Regions from separate parts of the Ovis aries genome. Here region 2 is linked to region 1. Evidence: chromatin contacts called from public Hi-C data. All regions are on one chromosome and are shown on one strand. Each heading gives the region's core, a stretch centred on a gene start, on an enhancer-like site or on the middle of the called end of the contact. The rest is flanking DNA. Distances are from core to core; before and after follow the strand shown. Region 1 holds the start of FUBP1 (far upstream element binding protein 1). Region 2 overlaps GIPC2 (GIPC PDZ domain containing family member 2).

The links. A called contact is a pair of places that touch in the nucleus more often than the background predicts.
Region 2: a contact with region 1 is called in a Hi-C map of tail adipose tissue, with 3 times the contacts expected there. The contact joins the enhancer-like site here to the promoter of FUBP1 in region 1. A contact is called at or near these places in 3 of 16 Hi-C or Micro-C datasets (muscle, skin fibroblasts and tail adipose tissue).

What each region holds. Positions count from the first base shown.
Region 1 is chr1:54,416,179-54,418,878 of ARS-UI_Ramb_v3.0, reverse strand. It overlaps FUBP1 (far upstream element binding protein 1), which reads left to right and starts at 1,424. Exons shown (of 21, transcript XR_009599605.1): 1 at 1,424-1,648. It overlaps DNAJB4 (DnaJ heat shock protein family (Hsp40) member B4), which reads right to left and starts at 1,271. Exons shown (of 3, transcript XM_060411158.1): 1 at 1,240-1,271.
Region 2 is chr1:54,544,569-54,547,276 of ARS-UI_Ramb_v3.0, reverse strand. All of the region lies in intron 3 of GIPC2 (GIPC PDZ domain containing family member 2), which reads right to left. Among named protein-coding and RNA genes, the nearest start is that of TRNAG-CCC, 43 kb to the right of the region's middle. Within about 2 kb of position 1,371, at least 10 of the 54 cell types and tissues checked have an H3K27ac peak or open chromatin away from gene starts, as enhancers often do. A contact at or near this core is called in tail adipose tissue, where this site is marked.

The DNA.
Region 1 (2,700 bases), core at 175-2,674:
TAAAGGATATAATCCTGAATATTCATTGGAAGGACTGATGCTGAAGCTCCAATACTTTGCCCACCTGCTGCGAAGAGCTGACTCATTGGAAAAGACCCTGATGCTGGGAAAGATTGCAGGCAGAAGGGGATGACAGAGGATGAAATGGTTGGATGACATCACCAACTCAATGGACATGAGTTTGAGCAATCTCCTGAAGATAGTGACCCACAGGGAAGCCTGGCGTGCTGCAGGCCATGGGGTCGCAGAGTCAGACACGACTGAGAGACTAAACAAAAACTCTTTGAGAACTGATTCACTAAACACAAAATACCAAAGTTGGTAAAGTTCATTTTACCTCATTCTTTGTTACCTAAGCGGAAAAAATAGGGGCAGGGAGAGAAATACAATCATTGTAATAGACTCCTAAAGCATTGTAATGTGTCTGAAACTATTACTAATGAGTCTAGACTACTACTACTATTGCAATAAATTACATGTGACGATATGCTCCAAAAGGAAATTACCTGGTAACTGAAGATAACAGAAAATACGTAACAATACAACCTAGCTCCCAGATGACAATAAATTACATTTGAGTTCTCACAGGTTTGGGACACTATTTCTAAGAAGCCAAGAAGCCACAAAGAATTTGTCAAGAAATGGATGCTGTTCAACTATAAGGACCTCAATAAAACTGGCCACGGTTACATACGATATTAGGTTACCAAGTCCGGCGAAAACTACATTTTAGGAACAATCACATTCCTAAAAATTAAAGAAATAAGCAATCATATCGTCACAGCCTCATCCAAAATATTTACACAAAACCTTTGTAAAATCAACTCTAGAACTAAGGCCTCCAGCCTGAATTCATCCCCGCTTGTGATAAAACTCCAAACTGACAATCTAGAAGTAAAATACAGGGACACTTTACTACCCTGAAAATCAGGCCGCGTTGCCGCTAGGCCGGGCGGACGTTTTCGGCAGCATCACCTCGCGGCGGCCGGGGCGCGCTCTCTCCCAGGCGCACTCCCGGCCGCAGCGCTCTCGAGACACTGTTGCGCCGCCGTTGCGCCTGTCGACGTCACCTGCTTCCCCAAGGATACAACAGAATGACCCTCGGTGGAAAATCCACCCACTCTACTCCCTGAGGCGGCGGCCAAAAGACACTACTCCTTTCCTCCGAGCTTTCAAAAATTAAAGCGAACCGCAGTCGCCCGCGAGTCTCTACCCACCACCAAAGTGGGAAAACCGTACCACTTTAGCTCTAGGATGCACAAAGAGGCGGTGCCAAAGTAAACCCCATTCTCGCGAAATATAAAGACAATTCTCGCGATGTCTCCTCGCCTTTTTCTAGCCTCACCCCTCAAGCCCGCGCGTTGCCTCAAAACTTCGCGAGATTTTCTTCTCTCAGTCTCCGCCCCTTTACGGCACGATGGTCGCACAAGAATGCGATACAGGCTTGACGGCCGCCATTTTCTTTCTTTCTTAGCAGTTGGCTGAGAGGTCACTGGGAAGAATCGGTAGCGGCCACTGTAGTGTAGGCATGGCAGACTATTCAACAGTGCCTCCACCCTCCTCTGGCTCAGCCGGTGGCGGAGGCGGCGGCGGTGGTGGTGGAGGAGTTAACGATGCTTTCAAAGATGCACTGCAGAGAGCCCGGCAGGTAAGTCTGGACCGCGCGGCGGGATCCCGACAGCTCACGGTAATTGGCCGCTGGCTGAGTAGGCCGCTACTTCTTTGCGCGTTAGGAAGAGGAAAGAAGTGCCCTTCCGGCCTCTGAGATGTGAGAAGACTCACGTTTCTCCACGTTGGTAATACTGATTAGAAGCTGGAATTCGGGTTTTGTGTTCATAGGGTATGTGCCACTTTGAACCCCAACGCATGCTCTGCGAAGATGGCTTTAGGTTGTTCTCCCGCTTCTGCGGTACTCGCGCTTTTTTCTCCAAAGAGCATTTCCTTTTCTTCTGAGTGAACATCCACTTCCACGGGATAAAGCGCGCGTAGTTTTACACAATAGTATGGAAGCTTCTAGTAATGAGTTTGGGAAAGGACTAGGGTCCGTCTGTAGGAGCCATCGTAAGGGAAGGGACCTGTCATTAAAGCAGTCTTTAGAGCTTCCAGCCCATTCGAACTCTCCCGCAGTTAATCTTTCGGTTTCATTCACTTTCACACATTGAAGGAAGAGAATTAAGGGAGCAACAATATCCCGGGCTGGAATCCTTCCTCAGGGCGGGATTTACGCGTATTCTCTGGCTCCTTCCCTCTTCTCAAAATGGCTTCAGGTCCTTAATACCCGAAGTTTCAGTTTGAATCTGCCTCTCAGTTCAGAGTCGTAAACTGACCAAGGACTCTTTGTATTACGTAGGTGCGCACATTAGCCCTGAAGGCACTTCTTTCCCAAACGGCAGCTGTTGAAAAGAAGTAGTAACGTTGTGCTCTAGGATTTAATTTGAACTTTACCTTCATGTAATTTTCAAATGTATGATGTCGGTATGAACTTATGTCTAAAGCAAAAGTAAGAATCTTTGTGACACGATGCTTATTAGATGCTAGACATTTTTGGAATACAGTGTTAAACTAATGGTAATCAGAAATCAATTTTGTGGTATGTTTTGATAACATTAGGAGTTCACTTCGTTAAGTTACTTTTTAACCCCTAGTTGGATTAAAGGATCATTTGACTCAGAATCCATAAAATCTGTAGTGATGTAGCAT
Region 2 (2,708 bases), core at 122-2,621, 130 kb before region 1:
CCCCAGGGCAAGAGGAGAGCTGACATCAGCCAAGGCCCACAGAGAACAAGCACACCAAGCTTAGCTCCCCAACCCACACACAGGGCGAGTGTGGGGAGGTGGGGCATTCTTCTGCTTTTGCACAGAACTACATCTTGTTCTGTTCCCTTAAGGGCCTGAATTGGCCTGGAGTACAATTCAGAGTAGGCTCAGAGCCCTGATGTCCCTAAGAGGAGGGTACGTACAGACACAGTTGTATCCAACAAGAGATGGACTTCATAATCAGAGACTCTGAGTTAAAACACAGCTACCCATTTACAAATTCTGTGAAGTTAGGAATAAGTTCTCATCTGTAGGGATTCCCTTATAGCTCAGTCAGTAAAGAATCTGCCTGCCATGCCGGAGACCCCAGGTTCAATTCTTGAGTCAGAAAGATCCCCCAAAAAGGGAATGGCTACCCACTCCAGTATTCTTGCCTGGGAAATCTCATGGACAGAGGAGCCTAGCAGGCTACGGTCCATGGGTTCAGAAGAGTCAGACACAACTTAGCATCTAAACCACCACACCTCATCTGCATGTGCACTGAGAACACCAGCTAGATAGAATGCTGTCTAACGCGTTCAGAGGGCTGCCGGGTGAAAGGTGCCACGCCCAGCGGTCCGACTCTCACACTGGGGCGGCTGCTGCTGCACTTGCTTCTGCTGACACATCCACCCTGGAAAGAGAGCCATCTGCTCTTCCCACACCCTCTCCCACAAAACCATTTGCATTGCTTTGCTCGGGACGAGAAACATGCTAAAGTCTCTCTTTGAATGTTCAGAAAGCTATCACTTCAAATACAAAGGTCTCCTTTTCATTCTATTTCCTGTAGAACTGTGATTTTTCTCCCTTCCATTTACAGAAGGGTACAAACAAAAGATGATCCACTACTCTACTCAGATTCTCCAAAGTGGCCCAACTGAATTTAAGCCAAGCCCCTCAGGGGAGCACGGAGCAGTGAGGGCCCTCCAGTGTCCATCTCACTGGACCCTCAATCCCCACTCAAAACATCTCTTGTTAGAGTTACATGACACCATGTGGTCAAGTGAGCAGACATATCAACACTCCATCCTGGAAGAGGAAATGTACAGCCTCTTCCTCTAACCACCTGTATAGGTGAACTAAGCTACTTTACCAGATTCACTAATGCATTTCTATAATTTCCAGCTCTGGAGTTACACAGCAACAAAACAGCAGCCAGATGGCAACTCAGGACTTGCAAGACTTTGCAAGTTGTATGTGCCAATGACCTTCAGCATTGCAGGCCCAGAAAGGCTTTTTTCCAGTGTTCCCAGAGCTGACCTGAGTCTTAGGGATTGACTCATATTAACCAGATTCACAAGAACAGATGTCATCACATCACTGTATTAATCATAGGGTCCAAGTGGGCTCCCGTGCTGCCCTCTCATGAGCCAGAAACTTCCTGGGCAAAATGTGTAAGCAAAGACCCAGCCATGAAGGTCCAAGACAGCAAGGCTAAGGGAGGAAAGAGAAGGCAGTGTGCCCCAGACCCCGGGTTCCAAGACTCTAAAAGCAAACAATGGACAGTTGATGTTTTAGAGTCCCTCCCAACTGCGTGACTCTCAGTTTATCAGGCCTCTACCCCTCTTGGGAATAAATCACTTGAAATTTTTTTCCTACTGGGTACCTAAGAAGTTTCAGTGAGCATGGCTGACACCGGGGAAAAGGACATGAGCACAGAGGATAATTCTTATGCGCCAAGGCTGTCAACAGGTAGCTCAGTGGCCCGTGGTCCCAGGCATATTTGCGGAGTGTGCAGTGTTTTCAGACTTTTTAAACTAATTGCCAACTTTTAAAAGTTGGTGATTTCTCATCAAAAATCAAAAGTTAAGTTTCTCTTGGAGGTTGACACATGCCTACAAAACAATAATAACTAGAGTTGACAACTTTACTTTGGGGTCTGCAGCTCTCTGCCCTCCTCTTCAGACACTTGGGCTTCCCTGGTGGCTCAGCTGGTAAAGAAACCATCTGCAATGCGGGAGACCTGGGTTCGACCTGTGCGTTGACAAGATCCCCTGGAGAAGGAAAAGGCTACCCACTCCAGTATTCTGGCCTGGGGGATTCCATGGGCTCTATAGTCCATGGGATCGCAAAGAGTCGGACACAACTGAGCAACTTTCAATTTCAATTTCAAATTTCATCAAGATATAGAGTTTCTCATTACATATGATTATGAAGCATTACTTGTCATTTCTTGTACTAGTGCCAGTCTTAGAGCACACTTTTATTTCAAGGGACTAAATATATACACATATATATATACTATAATTCATCTAGGGACAATAATATGGATCATCTGGGGAAGACAATTTGAAGGTAATGTTGGGACTTCTCAGGCAGTCTAGTGGTTAAGATTTCACCTTCCAATGAAGGAGGTATGGAATCAATCTCCACTATTGGTAAGATCCCACAAGCCTTGCAATAAAAAAACAAACAAAAGCAGGACTTCCCTGGTAGTCCAGCGGTTAAGAATCTGCCTGCCACTGCAAAGGACATGGGTTCAAGCTCTGGTCCAGGAAGATTCCACTGCTGCAGAGCAACTAAGCCAATGAGCCACAACTACTGAAGCCCACGTGCCTAGAGCCAGGGCTTCACAACAAGAGAAGTCACCACAATGAGAAGAGCGAACACCACAGCTAGAGAGTAGCCATCCCGAGCCACCTCGAAGA